Regions from separate parts of the Mus musculus genome. Here all the other regions are linked to region 2. A link is a contact called in public Hi-C, HiChIP or PLAC-seq and promoter capture Hi-C data. All regions are on one chromosome and are shown on one strand. The core of a region is the stretch at or near the end of the contact, and the rest is flanking DNA. Distances in the headings are between cores, read along the strand shown. Region 1 overlaps Sgms2 (sphingomyelin synthase 2). Region 2 holds the start of Cyp2u1 (cytochrome P450, family 2, subfamily u, polypeptide 1). Region 3 holds the start of Sgms2 (sphingomyelin synthase 2). Region 4 has its middle 9.1 kb from the start of Gm36863.

Region 1 (7,339 bases), core at 643-3,142, 160 kb after region 2:
TTCATGTGTAAATATCAAGATGACTACAGAGAACACCAATTTATAAATTATTTACACATTCCTCTTAGTCAGGAACCAAGTTTTCTTAAACAAGGGCTGCTACCATAACTAAAAAGAAAAAGAGACAACACACCTGCAGACGAAGAAAAGGAAGAAAAGGGAAAGAATGAGAAAGGCGGGAAGAAAGCTTCCAAGACAGACTTCCAAACATGGCAGCCACAGCACGTCTCTACAGAAGCACCCAGTCATCACCATACACTGAGGACTGAAACAGTAAGCCTCAGTTTCCTTGTCTTCACTACATGTTAGAGAACCCATGCTGCTGAAGAAATAAAAATTCTCAGTCCAGCTTATTAAAAGTTTTCTTTTCAGCAAGATGCCACTTGTGGTCCTACCACCAAGCATTGAGGTGGCCCACCGCTCTGATTAAATATAGCTTAATTACATAGTTGAGAGATTTAAAGTACGGATTCTCACTATGACTGCTACTCTTCCTTAAATAAAAAATAAAGCCTGTGTTTGAAACCAGATGTGAAGCCAAGCACAGTGACATACCAGTCACCCTAGCACTTGGAAGGGAGAGAGGATGTCGGACCGGGAGTTCAAAGGCTATATCGGAAACCCAAGGCCAGCCTGGGCTACATAATACAGCTTTTTAAAACCAAAACAGAGAAAGAGAAATGAAGCTCAAAGTAAAAATGAGTCAAGAAAGAATTACTAAATATGAAGAGAGAAACAAATTTACCCGTGGGTCCCTTCTGCCCAGGTAGAGGAGATCTTTGGCAGGGACAGAGTAATATCAGCAAATATGGATTCTAAGCCAGAGGGAATCCAGTGGTATGTTTAACCCACCAGGTTAACAAGTATGAGATGGTTGCTCTAAGTATCTCAGCAGGATAAACAAACACTGCACTAACCATCCAAGAACGAGGACTCTCGACTCCTTATACATGATAGAGCTCTGTCTTGAAGGTAATTAAATTACAGTAAAAACACATGTTTAAATAAAATAAATGTTAAGATGGTAGGGTTAGAACAGGGAGGTTGGGAACACAGAGGAAGGTAAATTAAAGGGCTAGCAGCTGGGTATGAGGTAGTAGAGCTGACCATCAAGAGGAAAGGCTGTGACTGTGATTCAAGCTGCCTTGACCCCTGACAGCAGGACTCTGGCTTCCTCCTGCTGGCATTGCTTGGCAAGGCTTTCCAGTGGCTTGTGACACTTGTGCACTTAGGCCCAGAGGGCCTGGATGCATTAGCGCTCACCTCATACATATCCATAAAATGCCAAAATCCTTACACAGAACCCATGGGCTGCTGTCTGTCTTGGGGTAGTGCATGACAACCCCTCTTTAGAAGGCTGTTTAGCTATTCTAACTTAACCATATCTTAGCTAAATAAACTTCTATTAAACTGGCTCTTGACTGAATTCTGCCCTTCAAGGATTTAAGAGCTATGGGTCTCCCTCCCCGCATGCAGGACCGTATCTGCTACATTCCCTTGGTTAGCAATCCACTTCCTGTAGTTACCCACAGCCCATTACAGTCCCAGCCCTGTTGTTTATCCTTGTAAGGTTTCTGAGATGTTTCTTGCTGGGCCTTCTCACTAGTTAGAGCAATTTGCTTCTTCTGGGGTTAACATGGCTTCAGCAACATCCATCTCAGACATCTATGCCCTGCAAGGCTCCAACATTCCTTCAAAGGAATCCCCAAAAACGAACCATGGTGGCAGATTTATAGAGATGTATTTCACACGGGAAACTTTCACATCCTTAAGTTCCGGAGGGAGGGCGTGTGTCAGCGCAATGGAAGTAAAGAAATGGAGCTCTCGGGACCTCAGCGCTATTTGCTGTCCAAACGGAAATTAAAAACTAAGACAGCAGGAATAACCGGAGAAAAGGGAAGAGGAAAACCAGAAGTGAGTTGTGGGCAGGAGGAGATTTTGCAACTGGATTTTGAGTAAGGTAAAGGAAGATGGCACAAGACACTCAGAAGCCTGGTGTTATGAACATGAGTGCGGGTGGGCAGGCTCATCTGGAGATGATGGAGGGGACTGGGGAGGGACTGGGGGAGGGCCTGCTGGGGGAGTTGGGTCCACACAAGTTCCAATGGACTGTCAGGTGGTCACTGGACACAACTGGGCTGTCAGGGCAACTCAGACACGCTTGGCCTTGAATCATACATAGCCAGGGTCTACCTCTCCCCTTAGATAGCAGGGTCAGCGAAAGAGGGGAAGGTTGAGACTGTTATCTAACCTGAGGGTTACAAGTTGTCTTCTGCCCTCAGTAACCCAATTCAAATCGTTAAATTAAAACCAGAAAGCTGAGAGGGGCTGAGTGATGGTTCAGTGGTTAGGGAGCTTATGGCTCTTGTGGAGGAACCGGGCTATTCTCAGCACTCACACGGGGCAGCTCACAGCCACTCCAGCACCAGGAGATCCACACCACCTTCTGGCCCACGGGGGAACCAGGATGCACGTGATGCAGATAAACGTACGCACGCGCAAGCACACACACGCATACACACACAAATAAATGAGTTGTTAAAAACTGTCTAAAATATAGTAGAAAGAAAAAAGATTTCTTCAATAAGGTTACAATGGGGAGAGGGACAAAGAGAACTAGTTGAATTCCTCAGATCTGTCTCTTAGGTCCAGTCGGGGTGGTCCCATCCACCCTTAACCCCTCGCTGTCTGAACTTGAGTTTCATTCTATGAGGTGATCTGGTGAGTTGTCAGAGCTGGGTGAAATGACTTTCCAGGAGATAAAGTCTCCTCCAGTTGGAGCCCTTTCCTTCCCCCAACATTGAGATTCATAGGGAAATCTCATGTCTTTGGGTTCATTGTTGCAGTAGTCTGATAGTCAAATTGAGACACATGGTCTCTTTACTTCACTTCTGGCAGGGACATTAAATGACTTTGATGATTAGCAAACAGACGAGTCATCGTGGACATTATCTTGTGAGAAACGGTTAATCAAGGGTGGTTAGTCCAAAGATCAATATTCAATAAGTCTCTATCTATCTATCTATCTATCTATCTATCTATCTATCCATCTATCCATCCATCTATCCACCCATCTATCTATCCATCCATCTATCTACCTTCATATCTTTAATGCTGCCTACCTGGTAAAACTTCTGTTTGCATAAAGGCCTCTGCTGCATTCCCAGGAACTTGATGACCCAAGCTGCCCACCCTTTCCCCCTTTCCTTCATTTCCTTTACACAGATTATGAACTAGCCCACAGCATCAGATGAGACACGGTCACCACCTACATTAGCACAAGATTACGGGGATGGCCCTCCCCCAGGGCCCATGTGCATGCTAACCCAGACAGGGTCGTGCTGTATCCTTTTGACAAAATGAAATTTGCCTTGCTGGGTTAATTTTGCTTTGTTCGGGTGTTACTTTGTGTGATGCCAAGAATATCATTTTCCAGCAATCTTGATCTGATAATAAAGGCACCTTCAGGAGAAGTATGTGACTTCGCCCATGTGCCATGCCCTGAGGCTTCTTCTCGCCCCTCTACAGCATCTAACAGGTAGGAGGATCCTTATACATCTTTGCTTAACCTTTCCTGAGAGTGAATGATTGGTTCCAAGGGAGCCAAGAAATGCATGCACGTGTTGTCTTTCCAGCAAAAGCAGACCACTCGTTCATACATCCCCTCCCCATTTTCCCTTCTGTGGTGCTAACGACTGAACCAAAGGGTTCACCCACACAAACGCTCTGCCCCTGGCCTCCTAGTCTATACTTTACGTTGGTGGCATGTAATGATACATGGTGAGCCGCCTTCTAATGGTGAATACCAAGAGACAGGAGCAAAGGGGCTTCCTGAGGGACACGGCATGGGTCCATCAGAAGATACGCCCTGTGACCTTCAGAAAGTCACTTGAATCTGAAGACCTTCAGGGAACTCAACCTCACTACATGCTTCACTCTCGTTTTCCCGGTACCTAGTACTCTGCCTGCCGTCTAAGAGACGCTCATCAAGGCTGCACTGAGGGAGACAGGTGAGCACGGTGGACCAGGAGTCTTTCTAATCTGTCTGAATTTCCTACTGCTGTGCGGTTTACAGCCACAGCTATAAGGTACACCAAGCCACTCAAGTTTAAGTTAACTGAAACAATGCACGTCCTTGGCTCCACCGGCCATTTCAAGTGCCCATTGGCTGCTATGGCCGCTACAATGGATGCAGAACCATGGAACCCTCATTACCATGAAGTTCTGGGCAGGCCTGCTGTTGGGTACATCAGAGAGTGATGGAAGCACACTGTGCCCATGAAAACACAGCCCTGTCGTCTAGAAACTTCTGCTGATGGAACCCAAGGGAATCGGAAGAAACAGAGCACTCCAAGAAATCCTTGCAAGGCCTGTTTCTCACAGAGAAGCCTAGAGCCTCTAACAGGTTATGCCTCAGCGACTGGGCACCTCATTACAAAAGCATGGAGGGGCTGATGTGGAAAGTATTTATATGGCCATGTATTTGGCAATGTGTTTTAGATACATCAAAACCATAAACCATTGAAGAAAACAGTGGGTAAGCCGGATCTCACTAACCTGTGAAATTTCTGCCTGCAAAAAGGCAGTTAAGAGAAGTAAGACAATTCACAGACTAGGAATTCGCTTTCCATTCAAAATACATAACTGGCAATGCAGAGAAACTCTCAGTGCGGAGGCTTAAACTCCCAATGCTTAAGAGCACGTGTTGAGAATCTAGGTTCACTTCCCAGCACCCACATGGGGTTTTACAACCATGGGTAACTCCAGTTCAGGGAGATCCGATGGCTTCTTATGACCTCCACGGGCACCAAAAGCATATGTGGTACATACACATGCATGCAGCTAAAACATTCATATATAAAAGAAAATATAAATCTAGATCTCTCTCTGGTTAAGAACGTTGTTTCTGTTTGCTTATTTTAGTATTCTGCTTGGTTGCCTGGGTGTGTGAACTTGTGTGTAGTGTGTGTAGTGTGTATGTACACCAGGTATTGAACCCAGGGCCTGTGCATGTGAGGAAGTACTCTATCGGAGGGCTACATTCTGAAGTAGTAAGAACATTCTTGCAAGGATGGTGATACGGCTCAGTGGGTAAAGGTGCTTGCCACCAAGCCTGAGGACCTGAAGTGGATCCTTACAGATACAGGCCCCCATCAGAAATCAAACTGTCAGAGGAGTCAAACAATGGCCTCTGAGAAGCTGGAATTTCCGTGGGAATCTCATGCTGGGAAGAAGAAAAGGCTCCAGGCTGGTGCCACCCTGAGCAGGAACCGGCCTCCTGGAAAGAGGTTATAAAGCTCAGAGTGAGGCTGGGACAAGGGGGAGGAGGGCAGGGTTGGTCCTAGCCTGCTCAGTTATGCACACTTCCTGTCTCCTATTTAAATCTAAGCTTCAAGCTAAGACCCTGAGCGTGGAGTTTGGGGGGGTGAGAGGGGTCCACTGGATCTCTTCATTTGCTCTTCTGCTCAAGGTGAACACACAGAGTACATCTTCCTCTGGTTGTCCCTGTCACTTCTCTGTCTAGTTGGCACACTGAAGGAGGATGGCAGAGCCTAGTAAGTCAGGCTACAGGGCTTAAGCTGTGACCCTAACAACTTGGGTAACAAAAACCAGATCAATGGCCATACAAATCAGCAACCAAAATCCAAGTATGAGCAGTTAGTCAATCTACCTTTGAGACAGCTAGATTCCATTTGCACACGAGCTACTTCCAGTGACTGACTGCTTGGTGGGCTTGTCTGGCTCCTTTGGGTACTGAAGAGTCATATCTTACAAAGAGCATGTACTCAACATTTTTGAAAAAAGATTTGTTTATTTTATGTGAGCACATTGGCGCTGTCTTCAGACACACCAGAAGAGGGGCCTCAGATCCCATGACAGATGGTTGTGAGCCACCATGTGGTTGCTGGGAATTGAACTCAGGACCTCTGGTAGAGCAGCCAGAGCTCTTAACCACTGAGCCATCTCTCCAGCCCTGTCCTCACATTTTTAAAGCCCTTCTTTATGCACAACCACTTTGGTTTGCACATTCCCCATCCCTACAGTGACACAAGCTCTTAAGTATTTTAATCGCTTCTCAAAAATTGACCTCCTATATTCCTTCTAAACAGACAGCCCACAGGCCTTGTACTCCACCATTAGACGGAAACCTATCTACAGAAATAACAGCCACATACCCAAAGGTTATTTCTCAGCAGCTTTCAAAATTCCATCCAAGCCCTACACTGTAATTTCAAATAAAAACAATTCATCCTGAAAGACCTTCTTGTGGCTTCTAGGGACCACATTCCCAGCGACAGATTCCACACGGACGGAGGCTGCCTCCCTGGATGCCCTTTATAAAGTAGCATTCACTCAGGGCACAGCAAATTTACTCTTAATCTCAGCCCACAGGATGGGAGACCTTGGAGCCTTCTCAGCCCCAAGTCAACCTCAGAGGGAGGCTGACCTGAGGACTGGCCTCAGCCCCACCCCACCCACCCACCCTCCATCTCCTGTTGCCATGGCAGCCGGAGCTAACAGCTCGTGTTGACAAGTGTATCTATGGCAACTCATGGCTGACACCGCACTTCTTTCCACTTCTGCTTCCAAACCCAGTATTGAGAAACCATGGGGGTAGCACTAAGAGTTTATAAATCAATGGCGCGGGCACACCCGAGAGCTCTGCTGGTTAAATCTTGGATATGTTTAGTGTCCAGCTGAGTTCTTTATACAGACACTCCCTCTTAAATTAACTTTTTTTTTTGAGGACGAATGATTTTTAAGAAGGTATTTCTTTTTAAACTTTATACTGAAACAATTAGGTGATCCTTAGGATGTAGACATAGCTAATGAATCACGTGAGTATGTGCTCAGCCCTAAGGCATTGGTAATGTTTCAGTGAAAGCGGGGCTCGAGCGAGGTCCATCCTTTTAGGAAGGAAAACTGGATTTTTACTAAGAATGGGTTTTATTAACGATGAAAACCTGCAACTTGAGATTGGCGGTTGGGGAGGGGGTACGGAAAGGGACACTGTAAGTAGTCCATGCCCTAGAGTGCGCATGCGTTCTCAAGCGTATCATTTAAAAGACAGAATCCAAGCCTGGTGCGCTGGGGGGTGAATGCCTCTAATCTCTGCACTCTGGATGCAGTGCATGGATCTGTGTGTGAGTTTGAGGCCAGCCTGGTCTACATAGTTAGTTCCAGAACAGCCAAGGTACATAGAAAGAGCCTGGCTCCCCACACCCCCACCAAAAAAAGAAATAATAATTCAGTTTGGCATCCCCCAGCCGAAGGAAAGCAGCACAGGGCTCAACCATCCATCCGTGCAAAGGATGCTTAGTGACCAACACTACCCGTG
Region 2 (7,152 bases), core at 3,988-6,487:
ACTCTTGATGCTCTCGGATGATGTTTTTCAGGAAGCAGGATATGTCCCTTTCGATTTGCCTTAGCTCCTTAAATGGACCAAAGGGGAGGTAGTAAAACCAGGGGCATATGTTGATCAGGAAGAGCTGGCTGTGCAGGCAGATTTCCAACCCCCGGGACATGAAATCCAACACCTTTTTAAACTCCTTGTTGGTGTAATCGAAGCGCTGGCCGAAGCACAGGGAGCAGATGATGTTGGAGACGGCATTGCTGATGATTGGGAAGGGGCTGAAGGGGGCCTCCCCGTGCTTCTGCATGGCTTCTTTCACGTATGCAAACTCCTCGATGATCCTGGGCTCCAGGCTGAGCTTGCCCAGACCGAAATGACGAAGCGTCGAGTGGGAGAATCTCCTCTGCTGTTTCCAAATTGGACCATAGTGTGCAAACACGATTCCTGCAAGGACAGAGGGGAGGGAGGGTGAGAGCAAGGCCTGGGTATAGCGAATGGGAGCCACCGGGGAGGCATAGTCTGTATTTTCAAGTCTCTAGGCCAATGTTCAGATGCAGATAGAGGCAGTGCCTAAAATTCTTGTGCACTTAAGTATCTTTCGATTTCACAACAGTAGATTCAGGCTTAGAAAACCTTCAAAGCCCAGCTCCTGGCACAGTGCTGCACACAGTAGGAGCCTGGACTCATCCGGATTCCCGATGGCTGCGTCCTATTTGACCCCAACGCATACATCGACCACCATGGGGGTCGGATGAAGTCCTGAGCAAGCCTGTGCTGCTGACATGAACATGGCCGTGTTAAGGGTCCCTCAAGCTAAGTGATAGCAAGGCCCTCACCCCCACATCAGATTCAAAGAAAGGCAGAACCTTCCTCTGGTCCACGTGTGGATGCTGACAGCGCGTGCAGAAAGCACTGAGCGCAGCTTCCTCCTTCCTGAGGTTTATAGCCTGAGCTTGCACCTCTGTAGAGACCTCTCCTACCAAGAAGAGCTGATCCTGCCTCCCTTGCTCAACTGTAGACAGTAACCCGGCCTCCTCGGTCCACGTGCATACAATAAACGTGCGTGGAGTTGTTTCTAGGCTGCCGCTTGAGCATCCCCATCAGACTGTGCTGCCCAGCGGGTCCCAGCTTTGCTCTACATGTCTGTCCTTTCTTCCTTCCCCAGTGGCCCGAGGCAGGTCAACTCCAAAGCTGTGTAGGTCACACATCTCCCGTCCCCTCCACACTGGATACTTTGCTTTTTGCTGTGAATAAACACCTAATAGGAAACTGCTCACGCCTTTGCCAGGAAGCACAAAGTTTGGACCACAGCCAGGGCTCGGCTATAATCCACACACAAGGCCCAGGGACCAGCTTCCTCTAGCTGGGTCTGACCTTCTAAGAGTTCTACAATTTCCCAAACTACTATCACAAGTTAGGACCAAATATTGAAACACATGAGCCCACGGGGGTCAGTCAACATTCAAACTGCCGACGCCATGTTCTGAATCCTTAGCGTGTGGTGTGCAATATTCAGTTGGGAATGAAAGATGGAGCCGGGCAGCGGTGGCGCACGCCTTTAATCCCAGAACTTGGAAGGCAGAAGCAGGCAGATTTCTGAGTTCGAGGCCAGCCTGGTCTACAGAGTGAGTTCCAGGACAGCCAGAGCTATACAGAGAAACCCTGTCTCAAAAAACAACAAAAAATTTAAATAAATAAAAATAAAATTAAAAAAAAAAAAAGAAAGAGAGAAAGACCAGTTCTGTTGTTGGTTCTTTTATACTGTAAGTTCCTCTGTAATCAAGGGTCAGGGGTCAGCTCAGCAGTACAGCACAAACTACTACTACTAGCATTCACAAAGCCCTGGGTTCAATCCCCAGCAACAGGGGAAAAGAGATCATTTCAAAATAAACATCTCTATGGATGGACCCAGGGTTGAATATGGACTTTCTTCACATTTTACAGACATCACTAAGGGCGCAGTGACGAGCCATAAAATATGGGTATCATCACATGAATAGTCACTGCCAAATTACTGTCTTAAGTAGATTTAGAATGGAGAAAAAGGACGGCCACGAGTATATGAACATCACCATGTTTTGAACGGCTGCCTCTTGATACTTGTAATATTCTAGTTTGGCCACTAGAGGGAGAAACTGTATCTCAAGTGATTTTCATTCACACTTCCGTGATTGTCAGTGTAGGTCAGAGTGGCTTTACCCAGGTCACTGATGGGGCTCTTATTCCAGATGTCACACTTACCTTACCTAATGTGTGCTGTGTGGAGATTTTCTTTCTATATAGTGTAAGTGCATAGGTGAAACCTCCTCTCTCTCTCATTACATGAGTTAGTTTTTGCTTTTAATAGTATTACTTGATAAGCATAAGTTTTAAAGATACCACAAGTAGATTAAAAAACACTGATTTATCACGAGTGTGTGTGTGCGCGCGTGTGCACGCACTCCCACATGCACACAGAAGCCAGAAGAGGGCATTGGATTCCTTGCAGCTGGAGCTAAAGGTGGTTGGAGGCACCTATCTTGGAAGCTGAGATCTGAACTCAGGACCTCTGAAAGAGCAGTATGTGCTAACCCGAGCCATCTCTCCAGTCCACATGAAGACTTCTCTCGCTTTTTAAAAGATAGAGTGTTATTTTGAAGTCTATGCTGTCCTTGAAGTTGTGGCAATCCTCCTGCCTCAACCCCTCCAAGTGCTGCTGTGCCACTGTGCCTGTCTACAGGTCCTTTTCTTTATGATTTATGCTACAGGTCTTATTTTAGAAATCCCTTCCTACCAAGGATTCAGAAACACACCATTTTCTTATAAAAATTTAAAATGCTGACTTTGAAAACATTTTTTAAGATTTATTTTTACTTTGTATGTTTTTAAAAAATATTTACTTACTTATTTTATGAATATGAGTACACCATTGCTCTCTTCAGACACACCAGAAGAGGGCATCGGATCCCATTACAGATGGTTGTGAGCCATCATGTGGGTTATTGGCTCTTGAACTCAGGACCTCTGGAAGAACAGCCAGTGCTCTTAACCACTGAGCCATCTTGCCAGCCCCATCTCTGCATGTTTTATCTGAATGTATGTATGTGTACTATATGTGTGCCTGGTGCCTACAGAGACCAGAAGAGTCTGCTGGATCCCCCAGAACTGGAGTTACAGAAAGTTAGGCAGGGCCTTGTGGATGCTGGGAACTGAACCTAGGCCCTCTGGACGAATAGCAAATGCTCTCAATCACATGAGCCATTTCTCCAGGCCCCAGATTTTTTATTTTCTTCATTTTTAATTAATTCTCTATGACTTACCTATAATTCCAGTGAGATAAAAATACATTTTTTTTCATATAGATAACTGGGGTGGGGTTGAGGGTGTATAACCCATAGGCAGGTGCATGAGGAGGCCAGAGAAGGGCCTCCATGTGTCCCGATCTGTCACTCTCGGCCTTACTCTGTCGACTGCCTCTTACTGAATCAGCTCGCTGCTAGGCTGGTAGCCAGAATGCCAAGGTGATTCTCCTGCCTTGGGGTCTGAACACGACCCAGAACACTGGTAGTCTGTTTACTGTGGCCGATGGCTATAAACTTGAGTTGTCACTTAAATCAGATGAAGAGAGGGCAGAACGCTGGAGGTTTAAGCCAAGAGAGATTTCCTGGTCTTCCTTCACCAGTGGCCAGATTAGTTGTGTATCCTTACTCTAAATTTCATTCAGAGTGAACGTTTACAGATCCCTGTCTTAAATCAGAAGCATCTTACACAGTGGCTGTCATACACCCTTCATCTTGAACCCAACTCTAGCCAAGAGGCCACTAAGGTGCACGCAATTCAGCGCATCCAACTTCTGTTTTCTGCAGAGGCTGGAGTGGCCTTAGGAACAAGAACTAACTACCCTTGATATAGCAGTCAAGCTCTCCGTGCTCCAGCCCAGTGCTCACACCTGCCCTCCCCATTACAGGTGCCTCCAATTCCAGAGCTTTCTGAGGCCTTACATGGGGAGTTTCCAAGGCAAAATTAGAAATGGGGTGAGGGAGGGGATATCAAAGTATGAAGTCAGGGGGCCACTCTCCTGAACCGAAGCATATATATGCCACCCACAATGGATTCAGTCTTGTACTTCAGTGTCTGAAGACAGAACACAGGATTGACAGGTGGCTGGAGAATAGGAGATCGAGACCCTGTGTCTGCCGAGGGAGATATACACGGGCTCTGGGAACAGACTGGCTATCTTGAAATATTCTCTCAAAAAAATTAGTCACTTTCTCTTAAATTTAACCTCAGGCAAGTTCTTTAGTCACCCGCGGGGAGCAGCCACATTCTTTGCCAAAATATTAGAGGCTATGAACACATCCGGTTCACCAGTCTCCTAGCTTGGATTCTGGCCATTCCTAAGGGGGAAAAAAATATCTTCTTATACTTTTGCAACTGAATGATACTCGGTGAAATGAATCCCCCTCCCCCTTTTCCTAACACAGCCAATGTTTAGAAACGTTGAGATCAGACCTATGCGTGAGAAGGCCTCACTTGGGACAAAGGAAGGCTTCCGGGGTGGGTGGTCCTTATTTTACAGTTTGGTGCCCACACCTCCCTCACTTTCCAGTGTGTCTCCCACTTTAATCGCACACTAGAAAGCCACGCCTCCGTCCTCTATCCCCTATGCTGGTCATGACGCAGGTCCTGCCGCCTGGGGATCCTGAGCCCGCGGCGCGCTCACCCTTCTCCTTGGTCATGATGGAGATGAGCGGCATCCGCGGGCGGTCACTGAACACTTCAGCCTGCTGCACTAGCGCCTCGCGCACGCTGTGGAAGTCGCTGAGGACCACCACCAGACGGTGGCCGATGAAGAAGCTGAAGATGTTGCCATAGACACGGGCCATCCTGGCCAGGTACACATGCTGGCCCACCGTGTCCGTCTGGCTGCCCGAGCCCAGCCAGAACTGCGGTCGTAGAAAGCGCGGCACCAGCAAGTGCCCGAAGTTACCCACGAGTGGCCGAGGCTTGGGCCCCGGAGGGATGCCGCAGGCGCGTTGCCGCCGCAGCCAAACCCAGCCTAGCAGCACCGCCAGCAGGCAAAGTAGCAGCGCGCCTCCTGTCGCCCGCACGTGCAGTCTAGCTCCCGGCTGCTCCCCTGCCGCGGGACGCTGGTCCCCGAGCGAGGACATGTCCCAGGTACCGCCTGCATCTAGCTCCGCTGCAGACGCGCCGGCACCGCGACAGTAGCCGGCTACATGACTCAAGGTCAACCGCGAGGCAGGGCAAGGCACGCCCTTCCGATTGGCTGCGCCGCGTGCCCCTCTCGGGATCCTCCAGTCAGCTGCTCCTGCATAAGGTGGGGGCGGGACGTCCTACGGGACGGCTGGTGGTGACGAGTGGTCTCTCGCAGCACAGCTGAGCTGTCCTGAGTGGGGTTTTGTTTGTTTGTTTGTTTGTTTGTTTGTTTGTTTTGCCAGTTTAGTGCACTAGCAGCAGCAGGCTCCTCCAGGGGGTGTGAGCTTTCTGTGGGTTTCTGCATATGGCCTGACTATATCAAAACACTCAGAGAACCCGGGCTGGGTGACTGCTTTATTAATTAGCCTTAGACAAGACCTGAAATGCTGAGCTAGTATCCAACAATGTGATGTGTGGATATTCCAACATCTGGGGATGGCTCCAGAGTGCTTTACCTTCCTGTCATTTACAGGCCAGATGTTGTGGTTTCTCTCGGTTAGACTCTCCCTAGAATTGTCGATGCCCCCCCCCCTTTTTTTTCTATTTTAATTTTTCTATTCTTATTTCTATTTTCTACTTTTATTTGAATCTTGATAGCCTAGAACTCCTTATGTAGACCAGTTTGGCTACCAATTCAGAGATCCACCTACATCTGCCTCCAGAATTCACATATTAAAGACATATACTACCATGCTGGGGGAGGGGGTCAAATTCTAGCCCATGCTTGTGGTAGGGAAGTGCTTCACCTGTGATCCACGTTTGGTTCCTGTGTTAGATCACTCCCTCCCAACAAACACACGCACACACCACACAGAATTTGAACACTATGGTGCGTTATAAATATGACCAAAGCTTGAAGGGTGGTGACTTCTTTTCCTATTATGTGGGTTTTTAAAAAATATCTACTGTTCTCTACTGCTTTTGCCGTAGTTAGTAAAGTACACAAATACATTCTTCCTTCTCCCCTCCACAAACTACAAAAGCCCCTGTCACATTTCCAGTAATTAACCCTTATCAGATTCCTTTTCTTGTGTGACTTTAAACAAGATTTCCGAGTATAAGACATTAAGATGTTCATTATTATCTTGTTACTGTCTTGCAACTGGCCGCTCCTGTAACTCACAGTCCAGCCTTAATTGGAAGCCCCCTGTTTACGCTTCCACTGTTGGGTGCGATCACAGGAGTACTGTACTCTCCCCAGAGCACACATACACTTTCCAGCTGCTTGTTGGCAGATGCAGTCTCCAATACGGCATTTCCTTCTCTTTATGCCATTCTCTAACCCACTACTATCGGGTGAGCTCAATTCACAAATTATCTTAAGCTGTTTAGTCCCCCTTTTTCATGGCACAGCAGGAATCTATCCGACCCATTTGTCTTATCTTCTGCCTCTTCCCTGCCACCAAACACCCAGACTGCTGCCGCGTGCCCCCTCTTTGAAATATTCTCTGCAAAAAAATTAGTCACTTTCTCTTAAATTTAACCTCAGGCAAGTTCTTTAGTCACCCTCGGGGAGCAGTCACATTCTTTGCCAAAATATTAGAGGCTATGAACACATCCGGTTCACCAGTCTCCTAGCTTGGATTCTGGCCATTCCTAAGGGGGAAAAAAATATCTTCTTATACTTTTGCAACTGAATGATACTCGGTGAAATGAATCCCCCTCCCCTTTTTCCTAACACAGTTGGAATTAAGAGAGCCCTTCCAATCCTTGTACAACTTTGTCCAAATAAAACTGGACTCTCTAACCATTGAAATTCTGCCTTCAGCTGAGATTTAGATCTTTCAAAGGGGCTCCTCCTTTCACCTCTCCTAGAACCATCACAGGGCATACATGCAGCTAATTCTCGGGATGATTGAACATTGACCTAATTTAAAAACTGACAACTGCCCTCTCTTGTGTGAGATGTAACTGTGCTTATGATGTTTCCTAACTATTCTCTTACTTTCATTAATAGCTCTGTATGAC
Region 3 (7,340 bases), core at 4,782-7,281, 190 kb after region 2:
GGACAGCCAGGGCTATACAGAGAAACCCTGACTCAAAAAACAAAAAACAAAAAAAAACAAAAAAAAACAACAAAAAAAAGAATTTTAATTCTTTACGGGTGTTGTGGTGCAACCAAGGCCAGCCTGGTTTACAAAGCAGGTTCCAGGACAGCCAAGGCTGTTACACAGAGAAACCTTATCTCAAAATAACTAAAACAAAAGCAAAACAAATTTTAATTTTTCATGTGTTTTATATATCTATTTATGGCTAGGGATGGCAGTGCACACTTTTGATCTCAGCGCTCGAGAGGGAGAGGCAGAAGTATCTCTTTATTTGAGGCCAGCCTGGGCTACAGAGTGAGTTCCAGGACAGCCTGGGCTACACAGAGAAACCCTGTTTGTTTGTTTTGTTGTTGTTGTTGTTTGTTTTGTTTTGTTTTAAGACAGGGTTTCTCTGTGTAGCCCAGGCTGTCCTGGAACTCACTTTGTAGACCAGGCTGGCCTCAAACTCAGAAATCCACCTGCCTCTGCCTCCCAAGTGCTGGAATTAAAGGCATGCGCCACCACCACCTGGCCTGAGAAACCCTGTTTTAAAACAAACAAACAAGGGCTAGAGAGATGGCTCAGTGGTTAAGAGCACTGACCACTCTTCTAGAGGTCCTGAGCTCAGTGCCCAGCCACCACATGGTGGCTCACAACCATCTGCAGTGGGGTCTGATGCCCTCTTCTGGTGTGTCAAAAGAGAGCAATGGTGAATAAGATTAAAAAAAAAAAAAAACTTAAAAAAAAAACAAGCAAAACAAAAAGAACAAAAACAAAATAAAAAGGTATACAAGGATGGGATTCAAGACACAGCTCAGGGATTAAGAGTGCTGCCTTCTCTTCCAGAGGACCTGAGTTCAATTCCCAGTACCCATGTTAGGTGACACACAACTGCCTGTAACTCTAGCTCAAGGGGATCTGACATCTTTTTCTGGCCTCTGTGCAGATACACACACACACACACAAGTAAAAATAAATCTTTTAAAAAAGAATGCAGAAAGTTTTGGCTTGAAAAATACACGTGATATCAATGTAAATACAACTTATATAACCAATTGTATGGCTACATTTCAGGCTGTTATAAGTAAGCCACCCAGTGGCAAAGGGAAGCCCCCACACATGGTTTCCCATAGACATTTCCATTCTTCTTACTGTTCCTTTAAGGTTTCCTTGGACTCACAAGCCACAGTAGAACATATTCACTCAACTGAACAGGATCCTTATCTGACCAAGGCTGAATTCCACACCCTTTCCATCCGAATATGCTTTGCAAAACCACAGGGATAAACTAACTAATTAATTTTTTGAAACAGGATTTCACTGTGAGGTTCCAGTTAACCCGGAACTCATTATGTAAAAGGTCTTGAACTCACAGCTGGGACTAAGGGTGTGTGTGTCACCATGCCCGGATAACATACCTTTAATCTAAATGGAATTAGAAATGAAAACAGAAGCCTAAGGCGACATTGATAACTGACTCAGCAGCAAACAGGGGTGACACATTAGTAAACCTCGAGAGTCTCTATAAATAGAAATGTACTATGGTCACAATGAAGACCATGGACATTTCTTGTATTTTCATTAAATCGACCGGACAGTGTCGTACGGATGATTACGAACTTTTTGAAAAAGTTACCGACTTAAAACTAATACAGTTGCCAGGTGAGGTGACTCACACCTTTAATCCTGGCACTCAAGAATCAGAGGCAGGTGGATCTCTGTGAGTTCAAGAGCCTGGTCTACAGAGTGAGTTCCAGAACAGCCAGGGCTACATAGAGAGACCACTTCTCAATAGAAAACAAAACAAATGAACAAACAATAAGTAAACAATATAAAATTAAAACAATTTATTCTAAACCTAACATACTAAATATAATAATATAAATATCTGAAAATATTAGCTCACTGATGTAATTGTAGAAGTAAAATTTCCCCTCAGAGCCGCCTGGAAAAATGAACACAAATCTACCCTGCTTTATTTCCTCAGGAAAAAAAAAATAAGGTTAGCTTTATGACTAATAATAAAAACACAAACAGTACTTTTAAAAAGCTGGAATGTTCTTTTCATCAGATAATCCCCAGCATAATGAACCAGAGCCCCGCTGGGCAGCTCCACCAAAGTAGATCCTGGAGCTGAATGAAGGCTTTAAAGAACACGGAAGTGGAGATTTTTAAAAAAAGAGGAAAAAAAAAAAAAAAGCAGGGGGACCAGGGATGTAGTCCGTGATAAAAGCACAAGCTTAGCCACCCGGGATTTGATCTTCCACAAAGACTCAAAAGTAAACAAACAACAGCGCGTTCATTTCTAAGTCTGAAACCAGCCTTTGGAGAAAGCAGCTAAATTAAATAGATTTATTTACTCTTTAAAATGCAAAGCATCTGGGAAAATAACCGTGTTGTATATTGAAATTTCATGCAAAGCTGCTAAAAAATAAATAGGGAAAACGTGGGTTCAGCAGTTAAGAGTGGGTACAGAGAACCTGAGTGAGTTTGATTACTAGCACCCACTTTGGGGGGGGGGGGCTCACAACTATCTGTCACTCTAGTTCCAGGGAGATTTGACACCTCTAGCCTCAGAGGTGCCAGGACTCAGGTGCACAGACCCACACACATATACATAATTAAAATTTAAAAAAATAAGAAAAATGTTTAGAAATAGTGATAACTGGAGACAAACAATATGGGATCGGTTTAAAAAACCAAAAAAAAAAAGTGTGAGAATATTTTAGTGCAGAAGTCATTTTTATAATTGAGTAGGGGACGAGTTAGAAACTGTAGAGAATACACCCAGTTTTATAGAGACCAGCTTTCCAGTTTTTCACTTTGGGAAATTTCAGGTCACTGCCACAAATCGCGTTCTCCCCAGTCAAAAGGAAAGTAGGAATGTGTGCCATGTTGCTGGAGGGATGGCTCAGAGGTTCGGAGCACTGACTGCTCTCCCAGAGGACCCGGGTTTGATTCTAAGCACCCACATGAAGGCTCACAACCATCTATAACTCTAAATTCTAGGGGATCTTCTCTTCCTCTTCAGACCCCCATGGCCCCGCATGCCCACCGTACACAATCGTCCTGTCAAGCAGATCACCCATACACAAAAGAGCGAGGGCCACCCTCGAGAGGTTGTACTGCGACTAGCTATAGGAAGCGGGTCGCACCACCCAGAGCAATCTCAATACATGCTAGCTCCAGCTCTTACACGCACAGATGTGCGAAAACCAGGAAGGTATAATGGTTATGTGATTGCTACGGTGAAAACAGATTTCTTCTGCCCATTTTCCTACATACTTCTTCACATTACGAGAGTCACACACAATGGTAATCCTGATAGAGCTCCACCTTAGCTCTTTGTTAATAGGAAATAAATCTTTGTTGAGGTAAACACACCGTTCATATCTCATTTCAATGAATCTTTTTTACATTATTTAAACTAGTCAAGAGTCTTTACTAGGTAAAGCAAGATGTCCTCCTAGCCTCACAGGAACGTAGGAGCTCCAACGGAAGAACCATCGGACAGACAGCCACTAATCGGACAGACGGCCACTAGAGAGGTAGCCCAGTCATGGCTTGCCTCCTCACGGGTCCCAGCCCTCTTGCTCTTGGACCCCATAATACTTGGATTTACTTCTACTGGACTGTAAGTCACAAGGGCAGCGACAGCATCTCCTTTACCTCAGCATTGTTATACAATAGTGGCTTAATAAATGTTCAGCAAATATGTGAGTTGAACGACTACCTGATACTCATAGTTCATGACTTGATTCCACCAGAAGATAAAGGAAAGCTATGCTATCTTTAGTCTAGAATTCTTAGGAATTGTTGGTGGCGGGGGGCGGGGGCCAGGAAGCAGGGCATGGTAGTGCATATCTGCAGTCCCAGCATTGGGGAAACTGAGGCAGGAGGATCTCAAGTTCAAGTAGCCCTACACAGGAAGATTGACCTTCCTGGCTCTCTCTTCCCTCCCTCTCTTTTCCTCAAAATATAGCCTCAACATATCACTTTTTAAAAAAAGGCCATAATCTGTATTTCATTGTTTTAGCAAACAAAAGATAACTTCTCTTTCTCTGTATATTTTGTTTAAAGTTGCACGGACGCCGGGTGTGGTGGCGCACGCCTTTAATCCCAGCACTCGGGAAGCAGAGGCAGGTGGATTTCTGAGTTTGAGGCCAGCCTGGTCTACAAAGTGAGTTCCAGGACAGCCAGGGCTACACAGAGAAGCACTGTCTCGAAAAACAAAACAAAACAAAACAACAACAAAAAAATTGCACGGACAGGAGAGCTAACGCAGGACTTGGTTATTACCTTGGGTCCCCTACATCCCCACAGCCACTGCCTGCTCTCCACACTACCACCGCTGTAGATATGAGACCACGTGCTTCTGGTCCTTCCTAATACCTCCTAGGACTTTCACCAAGCTCTGGGAAAAAGAAACTCGGGGTGAACAACCTAGAGGTGTTGCTGAGTTTTTCTAAAGGTTCAGAAGTCAACCAGTTTGACTTACAAATGAAACGAACAGTAAATTAAATATTAACTTGCTTTTAAAAAACAACTCCTTTACTTAGGAGATCGCTATGAAACACGACTCTATCAGTGGACCAAGGAATATGGTCTATAAAAACAAAAACAAAAATGAACTTTGCTTGCTTCTAGGAAAGGAGAGGAGAGGAGAGGAGAGGAGAGGAGAGGAGAGGAGAGGAGAGGAGAGGAGAGGAGAGGAGAGGAGAGGAGAGGAAGAAATGGTAAAGAGTTCGCTACAAATACCTTCTGCAGAGTCCAGGCCTCTCATTCTCTGTGTGTCCAGCTGCTTTGATGTCTCTTAAACATTTAGTAGCTCCCAGGACAGAGGGTGGGGACAAAACCTTCTTAGGTATCCACCTGCAACGTTTAACTTCCTGGAAACCTCCCTTCCCACTCTAAGGGAGTAGACAACAATATTTCACGTGCTAACCTGGGCCCGCCAGATCTGTCAGAAGGAAGCTGGCATTTACCTAAGCCAACTGGAACTTGCTATTATTTACAGGTCAAGAGTTAAAATTTATTGAAGTTTGCTTTGATGAAAGAGGTTTACGTTCAGACTTTTGTACTTTCCAGCCTTAATTACTAACCTCATTAATCCTTACTTAATCGTTGCTATTGTCTAAGGTAGTCCTAATGCCATTTTTACCTGTTCGGGATGGTTAACATAACCGAGGTGAAACCAAAGAACTGAACAGTTAAAGGATTCAAAGTTCACGCGAACACACTGACAAAAAGAGTTGAGCCTCTTCAGTATTTCAAACACATGTCAAAATAATTTAAGGTCATTTTAGAAATAAGCAAGTCTTGGAAATAGAGGAACGGCGGATTAATAAAAGATTACAGGATATAGCATTTGAACTATTTGCTTCTGAGACAGAACGATCACCGGACCCACAGATTGTGACGGGGTAAGGTCCACTCCCACCTCTCTGTGCTGACAAATCGAATCTCCCTTCCTTAAGGGGCGCGGGTCTGAACGCCAAAGGTCCTGTTGGGCAGCCTGGAGCTGGTCTTGTGCACAGCTTGTCAGCGTGTGGCAGCCTCTCCTCCACCACTCGAACTTCAACCCTGACCCCCCAGAGCGGCACTGCACAATCTACGGTTTAACCTGTGCCATTTCAACACCATCACCAAGTATCCGAAAATGGGTCGCAAATGAATGAGCAGCAGGCTGGGAGGAGAGACAGCCACCAGCTGACCCCCAGCAGATGAAAACTGAGCAAGGATGCCCGGGGCGGGGCGGCCTGTGGGGAGGCGGTGGCGACCAGAGCCACGTCCCCCACTGGAGCCACGTCCCCGCGCGCTCCGCAGGACGCGCAGCCCGCAGCCCATCCTCCTCCCGGCCCGGCGCTCACCGCTCGCAGCCGGTGCTCGCACGCCGGGGGCGCTCGCTGGGCGCAGAGGACCCGGGGGACCGGGCCCGAGAGCTGCAAACTTTGCGCGGGTCTCGCCCGCATAGGTAGCCGCTCCGCCCCAGGCCGCAGTCCGGGCGCCGCAGCGGGCCGGGCTCCGGGCGGCTCCGGCGGCGCCGAGGGCGGGGTCTCCGGCCGGCGGAGCCCGGGGCAGCGCGCAGCTCTGTTTACCGCGGGCCCGCCCTCCTCCCCAGCCCGCGCCCTGACATCATTCATTCTCGCACTCTCGCCAGCCCTCTCCTGCTCCCAGCCGTGACTCACCCCGGGCCCGAGGCTCCCGCGGGCTCCCGCGACTCCCGGCGACCGAGTCTCTCCGGACGCCTAGCCGAGCTCGAAAAACCGGTGCGACTTCTTCGGGGAGGCGATCCCAGCTGGCCGACCGACCCTCCCTCCCCTCTGCGGCCCTACAAGATGCGGCGAAGGAGGGGCTTGGCAGGCAGCACGAGGTGGCTCCCGGCCGCAGGCTGAGCGCAGAGCCGGGCAGACCTCCCTGAACGCGGGCGGGGATCAATCTGGGAAAGTTCTCTAGGTGCCGCTCCCAGCAACTTTCAGGGGTGGGGCAGGGAAGGGATAAGCCACCTCCGCACCTCCTCGGGTTTCGGAAACTGCTTCCTAATAACGACGTGTGCGGGCCAGGGGCACCCGCTGACTCAAGGGGTGGTGCCCCGCCTAGGTCGAGGGGGTAGGTTTCCAAACATCACAAGACCGCTTGGCGAGGTTAGTCACCACGGGCCTGGTGGCACCTCTAGGTGAGCTGGAAGGGTGCTTGTTCCCGGTTAGTGAGACTAATGATGCTACCCACCTTGTCATTTGCTCCGTTAGGTGAATTGCGTCCTGGCAAGGATGAGAAACCGGAACCAGAATGACTCTGAAAGAGTGACTCTCCACTTAAATGAACCTGTGCGTTTCTGTTGCCTTGGGGCACAAGTGTCCATATGTGTGTGTGCCCCCCAACCCCCATCCCCGGCCCCGGCTGATCTTACCAATTAGGTTGCAGGAAGGGTTGCTTCTGTCTAAAAATGGCCAAGGATCAGCATTTCTTTGGAGTCGTTTCCACACCTTGTAGCAGTTTTCAGTCAACCACGGTCGTTTTGGAGGGTGTCACTAGGCATCCAGGCAGCTGGCTAAACCTCCAATGAGTTTAATTGATAGAAATGCTTTTTATTGCATTGCCTACTTCCCTTCTGGTTTTAAGTTTGAACGTGTAGGATTGTACAGACTGTCCTATGGGAGTTAACATAATCCACAAAAACAACAATAAGCATTTCTGGTGTTTTGTGTGGGTATCATTTGTGTCAATAATCATTAAACCCAATGGCAGCAAAATAGAACTTTGGAGGGGAGGTGCCAAGGTGGCAGGTCACAGATGATGTCACAATCCAGAAGTTTAAG
Region 4 (6,888 bases), core at 797-3,296, 210 kb after region 2:
CTAGCAAACACAGAAGTGGATGCTCACAGTCAGCTATTGGATGGATCACAGGGCCCCCAATGGAGGAGCTAGAGAAAGTACTCAAGGAGCTAAAGGGATCTGCAACCCTATAGGTGGAACAACAATATGAACTAACCAGTACCCGGGAGCACATACTTTTTAAGAAGTTTATTTGTAAGGATGTAGCTCATCATGGGCATTTCAATATTTTTCTTTCAAAGTTGGTGTAGGGATTATTATTAGTCCATTTTATTAATATTAGTAACTGTTTCATGTAGGCAGACCTTTTAAAAAAAGATTTAATTTATTTATTTTATATATATGATGAGCACACTGTAGCTGTCTTCAGACACATCAGAAGAGGACATCAGATCCCATTACAGATGGTTGTGAGCCACCATGTGGTTGCTGGGAATTGAACTCAGGTCCTCTGGAAGAGCAGTCAGTGCTCTTAACCTCTGAGTCATCTCTCCAGCCCTTAGGCATATATTTTTTGCAACTACTTTTAATAAATGTTCAACCTATCCTCTAGCTCACCCCCCAGCAGAGGTAGGGGAAGAGAAAAGTTATTAGGATATGGTGGAAGTGGACCTGTTCAGCAGTAGTTCATTGGGGGCGGACTTAATCTTCTTTCTCAGCAGTTCAGTCCCATAGCAAACACCAAATATGAACCAGCAGCTGCAGACCGGTCCTCTAGGCAGATACCACACATGAAACAGCAGCTACAGTCTAGTCCTCTCATCAGGCAGATGACAGGCATGAACCAGCAGCTGTAGTTCAATCCTGAAGAAACTACAAGACTCGCAAACTGGCCTGAGGCGAGTCCTTGGAAAGCGGCAAGCTGCCACAGGAACCTCACAAGCAGTTCTTGGGCAAGTTTCTCTCAGTAGCTGTGTTACCACAAATTGAGCTCAACAACACTATGCAAGGTGAACCAATACATGCGCGTCTTTAGCCAAGAAGAGCAAAGTGGACCAAACCAAACCAATGCCCAATGCTCGTCTCCCACTGTCTAAACATACCATTATTAAATATGTGCAGTCATATTTATACTCCTTCATCATGGGTCTTCTAAGGTGTCTGCTTTAGCAAGACATCCTTTCACCTGTGTGCTCCAGCAAAACATTTGACATGACTAACTTTCCAAAGAAACTAGAAGTTTCCACTTCAGTTTCAAACCTTACAACTCAAAAGAACCAGGGAAATAGGTTTAGACCAACAGGAAAAGGGGTCATAATTTCAAGTTATGATTTTATGCATTTTATGTATGTTTTTAAAAAGGAAGTTAAGATGTTTAGACTAATGGTTTCCAATCTTCCTAGTGCTGCAACCCTTTAATACAATTCCTTATGTTGTGGTGATCTCCGTATTATTTTCTTTGCTACTTCATAACTGTGATTTTGCTACTGTTGTGGATCATAATGTAAATATCTGATATGCAGGATATCTGATTTGTGACTCCTGTGAGACAGTGGTTTGACTACAAAGGGGTTGTGACCCCCAGGTTGAGCACCACTGCTGTTGACTATGAGATGGAGGGATTGTGTATGCTGTTAGGTCAGAAACGTAGTAAGTTTTTTACATTCAGCAACTGATAGAGATCACAATGCTTCCAACTGAGACTCAGTCTGAATTGGGTGCAGAAGCAGTGGACTAACTGTACTGGAGGACTGAGAAGGAGAAACCCCAGCAGGAGCGCACAGGCTCCCCACCCTGCTCAGTACAGGTCTTGACACCAGCGGTCAGTCCTGAGGCAGAAAATCTAATTAATATTTACTCTAGTATGCCTTTTAGTTTTCAAAAAAATAACTTGGCTTCCTTATTTGCCTACTATCAACAAACCCAGGAAAGCAACAGTAACTTAAGTGAGGGCTCCAAGTATGGCCTCGAGGAAAATGATTATAAAACTACAAGAAAGTGCTGGCTAGATCCAGAGAGCTGAGCATGATGGGGTGCAAATGAGTATTTTCCAGGCTCGTTTGCCAGAGGACAGTGAGGTTGACATTCTGACAGGTCATTTCCATCTCCCTTGCTGGCCTTGGACCTTGGAAGGTAGTTATAATCATGTGGACTAAACAAACCACTGTTAGCTGACACAGTACCATAGCAACACATGATTCCCATTGGCTCCTTGAGGCACATGGCAGAAACTCAAATGAGAGCTGGAGAAATGGCTCAGTGGGTAATGCGCTTGCCACACAAACTTGAGGACCCGAGTTCAGATCCCCAGTACCCAAATAAAAGCCAGGTACAGTGGCATGACTACACTTGTCTTTGTGCTGCTGAGGCAGAGACAGGAGGATCCCTGGGAGTTTCTGGCAAGCTACCTTGTCTCAAAACTTAGGGGTGTAGGAAGACTGGAGGAAGGCTGGAAAGACAGCTCAGTGCCTTGGGCTTACAAAGGACATGGGCTCATTTCCCAGTAGTCACATGATAGATTATAACGTCTTGTAATTCCAGGTAATTCTAGGAATCCATAATACTCTGCTGACCACCACAGGCACTACACCGGGCATGTGTGTGACATATACACACACAGGCAGGCAAAACACCCATTCTCATAAATAAATGCTAAGTAAGCAAGCAAGCAAACAAACAAACAAACAAACAAATAAGGTGGGGAAAGAAGAAATTGAAGGAGATACATCAGTGTACGGTCGCCATAGCTGCACATGTACATGAACACACACAAACACACGTACACATCCACAATAATGGTTCTACACTGAACCACAGGGGATCTATCAGCTGTGCAGAAGGCAGCAAAGAGGGTGAGTTAAATTCTGATTACTATTTAAAATCCTAATGATTCCAAATGCTTTTTTGCCATATTTTGTTCCAACGTGAATTGGTTTTCCAGTTGCTTCAGTTTCAAGAAACAGCGTCTCCGAGTAAGCAGCAGCTTAATCTCTTAAGGAATGGCCCTAAGAGGGCTGACTCCAGGATTTATGAATACTTGGGAAGTATGCTAACAAAGGGGGAAATGATCACTTTGCTTCTAACAAACACCACTTTAATTAGAACAGTAGAGTGAGCCTCTCTGCTTTTCTCACTTGGCAGTTTGTCTGGTGTTACAGCTAAAGTAGCTTAGGATACCACTGAGCCAGAAAATATGCTTCAGTGTTCCTCTCTTACTAACATCTCACAGAAACACTCTTTGTAATCTCCCCACAAGTTGCGAAGTCCTTAAAACGAGTAAACACTGAGAGCAGCCAGCTCAACGTTTCTCAACAAATGCAGAGTTTGCCGTCTTGTTGTCACAAAGAAAAGAAACGAAATAGTAAATACAAATTAACTCTGTGTATTGTTAATAGTTTGGACCAGAGATGTCCCTCCAACGACCCATGTATTAAAAGTTCAGTGGCCAGTCTGGTGGTGGAGGCACACACCTTTAAGGTTAGCATTCAGGAGGCAGGGCCAGGTGGATCTCTGAGTTTAAGGTAGCGTGGTTTACAGAGCAAGTTCTAGGACAGCCAGGGCTACACAGAGAAACCCTGTCTTGATGAGGGGGGTGGTGGAGAAAGTCTGTGGTGCTATGAAGAGGTGGCTAAACCTCTATAAGTGGAAGATTGGTCCCTGGGGTACCCTTGCAGGGGTATTAGGACTCTGCCCCTTCCTGTCTTTCCTTGCTTCTTTGTTGCTATGAGGTCATGAGCTTTGCCCTGCCCTGCTTTCCCCTGCCACAGTGTGTTGTGCCACATAGACCCCAAAGTCACAGGCTGCTGACCATGGGTTGAACCCTCGGAAACTGTGAGTCTAAGTTATCTTTTCTCTAAAAGTCAGTTGTCTCAGGGGACGTTCAGTACCTGAGATTGTGTTTCCTGCACCCACCTATGCTGGGGTCCACCCAGTGTGTGCCTGTCATCCCAGCACGTGCGGGGGCTGAGCTAGTGGAGGACTGCAGCTAAGAACCTTTTTTAATAATCCGAAGTAAAGTTGGTTTTTGTCATGGTGACAGGAAGTTGCCAAGTACCTATGTCCTATGCATTAATTTTCTATGTGTTTATAAGTTATGTCGGATGAAATCCAAAATGCCTCTGGGAATTTTTGGAGGAGGAGGTTGGAGATAACACGTAAAAGCTGACGTTTTAGAACACTTGAGATAATAGTTTTAAAGGTACAATGGAGCTGTCCCATCTTCCTCCCTTGGACTCACACATTGCATCTGGATAACCTTAAGACACGGCAGCTGCTGGGAAGGATGCTCAATGGAGCTGAGGGTTTGAGTGTGCAAATTCTTTGACTAAAATATCATAAACTCTTTCAGTGGATTGATTGGCACCGGGCACCTGGCACATTTTATTTGCTGAAACAGGCCCTGTTACTGAGTGCTTCTTTGCTGTTGTTTTGTTTCTATGATTTCAAATATTTGTTTTGAGTAAGGGTATCATGATGTAACCCTGGTTGGCCTGGAACTTACTGTATAGACCAGGATGGCCTTAAACTCACAGATACCCTCCTGCCTCTGCCTCCCAAGTGCTAGGATTGTAGGCATCCACCACCATACCAGTTTGCTACTGGGTTTATTTATTATATCTAGATTCCTGAGAACATGAACTCTTATTTACCAACCGTAAAGACTAACACCAATTAATTAGTTTTACCCGATGAAACGATTTGGAAGTTCTTTTTAACTGTAGGGAGAAGCACAGTGTGGCCGTGTCTAGTCAGGGATGTTCAGTACCCGAGACTGTGTTTCCTGCACACACCTATGCTGGGACCTGCCCAGCTTCTGGTTTTCATGATGTTGTCTTGTCCACTGTCAAGTCTATTAGGAGGGAAGCTAGTCCAACACTTTGTTAATTTGGAGACTGTAGTAACTGAGCTGGATCCATTTTTCTTCCATTCCTTACGGGTAAGTAAATATTCTTCTGCATACACTATACTAGTTTAAACAACAAAAATTTCGACATCTGAGCAGCAGGTGCACAGGATCCTGGAAGTCTTTGTCTGAGACAATGAATAAGAAAACCCAGGACTGAGCCCAGGTGTCAGACGGGTTCCTGCATTGTGCTTAAATAAGCATGTTTCTGGTCAATGGTTTATAAACATTCTTGTGTTTGCAAAGCTTGGTTGAGTTTTAGCATGTCAGTCACTTTAGCATCTGTAAACTGTTTTAATTATATTGTCATTCTAGATAAAGTGTACTATTCTAAATACCAGATTGGGTGGCTGCCTACCAACTTGTATTCTGTCTTTTCTCTAAATTGTACAACTTCCTGGCTTCCCCGCCAGGCAGCCATGTCCAGACCCCTTTAGCTGGATTGCTTACATAGCTGATGTCTTCCCAATGGAACACATGTCGAAGAGAAATGTACTATTCCCAGATTAAGACCTCAGACACTACATGGCTCTGGATGGCAAATATGGGCTGCATTGTGACTGCACTTCAATACATGAATGAGGAGAACACCCTAGAGAGTGGGAGAGAGAGACCTTCCCTCGTTCAACCAGTATTTACTGACCATCCATTCTCTGCAGAGAATATTCTAGGTGCTGAAGACATGTAAGGGAATGAGGGAGAATAAAATCACTGTTGTCTTTGAATGCAGGCACTTGAAAACAAAATGAATAGAATATCCAAATTATTTTAAAGAAAGAAATGCTAAGGGGAGAAGTGACTCTGGGCAGGAAAATATGGCAGGGCCATGTGGTGCCGTGCCTTTATAGGGGACTAAGCACAATCAAACAGCCTGGATGATGGGGTGTGGGGAATGTCTGTGCTCTTCTGGACACGTGCTGAGATGAAGGTAGAGCCAAAGAATGTTTACTGAGGACCTGGGTATGGGCACAAGGGGGTGGGGGGAGATACTGGTAGCATCATTTTGGAGAGGCAGCAAGAAGATTTCAGGGTGGCTGATACCTGTGACATCATGGTGATGCCTGTTAGTCTCCAGTACCAGAGTCTACAGGTTAGAGAAGGAATGTGATGAAAACCATGACTTGGAGAGTCTATATAAATGCATGTTATTGAATAGTGTGAGGCTAATTGTCAATGAGATCATCTGGAAAATACGTGATGTACAAGAAAAAGAAACGGCTGAAGGGTCATTTAGAGCTGTGGGAGAAAAGAAGATGAGCCTCACCCCTACTGCAAAGCCAAAACTAACTTAGAAAGCTGAACTAAGGGTGGACAAGAAGGGTAAGGGTGGACCTGGAAGGAAAGGAGTCCGGAAAGCAAGCGAAGAGAAGTAGGTTTGAAAGATGGCAATGAAAGATCCTGGGATTGTGGCAAGCAGACAGCTCCCTTGTCCATCCTAAAGGAAAACGAGAGAAAAACAGACTTCATTAAGAGGTCTGCTGAGGCTGGGCAGTGGTGGCACTCGCACGCCTGTAATCCCAGCACTTGGGAGTCAGAGGAAGGTGGATTTCTGAGTTCAAGACCAGCCTGGTCTGCAGAGTGAGTTCCAGGACAGCCAGGACTGGGCAGAGAAACCCTGCCTCAAACAAACAAACAAACAAACAAACAAACAAACAAACAAACAAACAAACAGGTCTGCTGAAGTGTTGAGCCTCTTTACACCGTTTTAGACTTTTATATTACCACCAGGCAAATAGTAGAACCCACGTCCAGATCTCCCGCAACCAAATTAACATGACAAAAAACACTGTGAGTCAGGGTTTCCTGTAGCCTAGGTTGGCTTCTCCCTTGTGATTCATCCAAGAATGACCTTGAACTTTTGATCTACTTGGCTCCATCTCCAGAGAGCTAGGACTCCAGATAGGTGTGAGCATTTTGTTTGTTTGTTTGTTTGTTTGTTTGTTTGTTTGAGACAGGGTTTCTCTCCCCAGTCCTGGCTGTCTTGGAACTCACTCGGCAGACCAGGCTGGTCTTGAACTCAGAAATCCACCTTCCTCTGACTTCCAAGTGCTGGGATTACAGGCGTG

The links. Hi-C and Micro-C count contacts between places; a contact is called where the count stands out from the background. HiChIP or PLAC-seq counts read pairs in DNA pulled down with a chosen protein or histone mark. Capture Hi-C pulls out chosen DNA fragments and counts their contacts.
Region 1: a contact with region 2 is called in an H3K4me3 HiChIP or PLAC-seq map of bone marrow-derived macrophages, with 2.1 times the contacts expected there. The contact joins the enhancer-like site here to the promoter of Cyp2u1 in region 2. A contact is called at or near these places in 1 of 15 datasets of contacts at CTCF or cohesin (large pre-B cells), 3 of 484 Hi-C or Micro-C datasets (bone marrow-derived macrophages, embryonic stem cells and forebrain), 13 of 115 datasets of contacts at active chromatin or transcription factors (bone marrow-derived macrophages, craniofacial prominence, embryonic fibroblasts and 5 more) and 3 of 9 other capture datasets (adipose tissue, liver and pancreatic islet).
Region 3: a contact with region 2 is called in a promoter capture Hi-C map of liver. The contact joins the promoter of Sgms2 here to the promoter of Cyp2u1 in region 2. A contact is called at or near these places in 1 of 39 promoter capture datasets (neural stem cells), 11 of 484 Hi-C or Micro-C datasets (the N1E-115 cell line, Sertoli cells, bone marrow-derived macrophages and 5 more), 25 of 115 datasets of contacts at active chromatin or transcription factors (astrocytes, bone marrow-derived macrophages, cardiomyocytes and 15 more) and 3 of 9 other capture datasets (adipose tissue, liver and pancreatic islet).
Region 4: a Hi-C map of liver shows a contact between it and region 2, with 2.1 times the contacts expected there. The contact joins the enhancer-like site here to the promoter of Cyp2u1 in region 2. A contact is called at or near these places in 8 of 39 promoter capture datasets (cancer-associated fibroblasts, embryonic stem cells, epiblast stem cells and 4 more), 1 of 15 datasets of contacts at CTCF or cohesin (the NIH/3T3 cell line), 22 of 484 Hi-C or Micro-C datasets (the AtT-20 cell line, CD4 T cells, the HPC-7 cell line and 16 more), 25 of 115 datasets of contacts at active chromatin or transcription factors (VIP interneurons, bone marrow-derived macrophages, craniofacial prominence and 15 more) and 5 of 9 other capture datasets (adipose tissue, embryonic tail, liver and 2 more).

The regions. Positions count from the first base shown.
Region 1 is chr3:131,464,554-131,471,892 of GRCm38.p6, forward strand. The region is part of intron 1 of Sgms2 (sphingomyelin synthase 2); the gene reads right to left. Among named protein-coding and RNA genes, the nearest start is that of Sgms2, 22 kb to the right of the region's middle. Within about 2 kb of position 1,893, at least 39 of the 459 cell types and tissues checked have an H3K27ac peak or open chromatin away from gene starts, as enhancers often do. A contact at or near this core is called in adipose tissue, bone marrow-derived macrophages and liver, where this site is marked.
Region 2 is chr3:131,297,990-131,305,141 of GRCm38.p6, forward strand. It overlaps Cyp2u1 (cytochrome P450, family 2, subfamily u, polypeptide 1), which reads right to left and starts at 5,238. Exons shown (of 5, transcript NM_027816.3): 1 at 4,691-5,238; 2 at 1-432. The coding sequence starts at 5,138.
Region 3 is chr3:131,484,199-131,491,538 of GRCm38.p6, forward strand. Sgms2 (sphingomyelin synthase 2) reads right to left here and starts at 6,032. Exons shown (of 6, transcript NM_001379585.1): 1 at 5,892-6,032. It overlaps Gm36753 (a long non-coding RNA gene), which reads left to right and starts at 6,318. Exons shown (of 5, transcript XR_003954556.1): 1 at 6,318-6,848.
Region 4 is chr3:131,514,780-131,521,667 of GRCm38.p6, forward strand. No RefSeq gene overlaps it. Among named protein-coding and RNA genes, the nearest start is that of Gm36863, 9.1 kb to the left of the region's middle. Within about 2 kb of position 2,047, at least 3 of the 459 cell types and tissues checked have an H3K27ac peak or open chromatin away from gene starts, as enhancers often do. A contact at or near this core is called in liver, where this site is marked.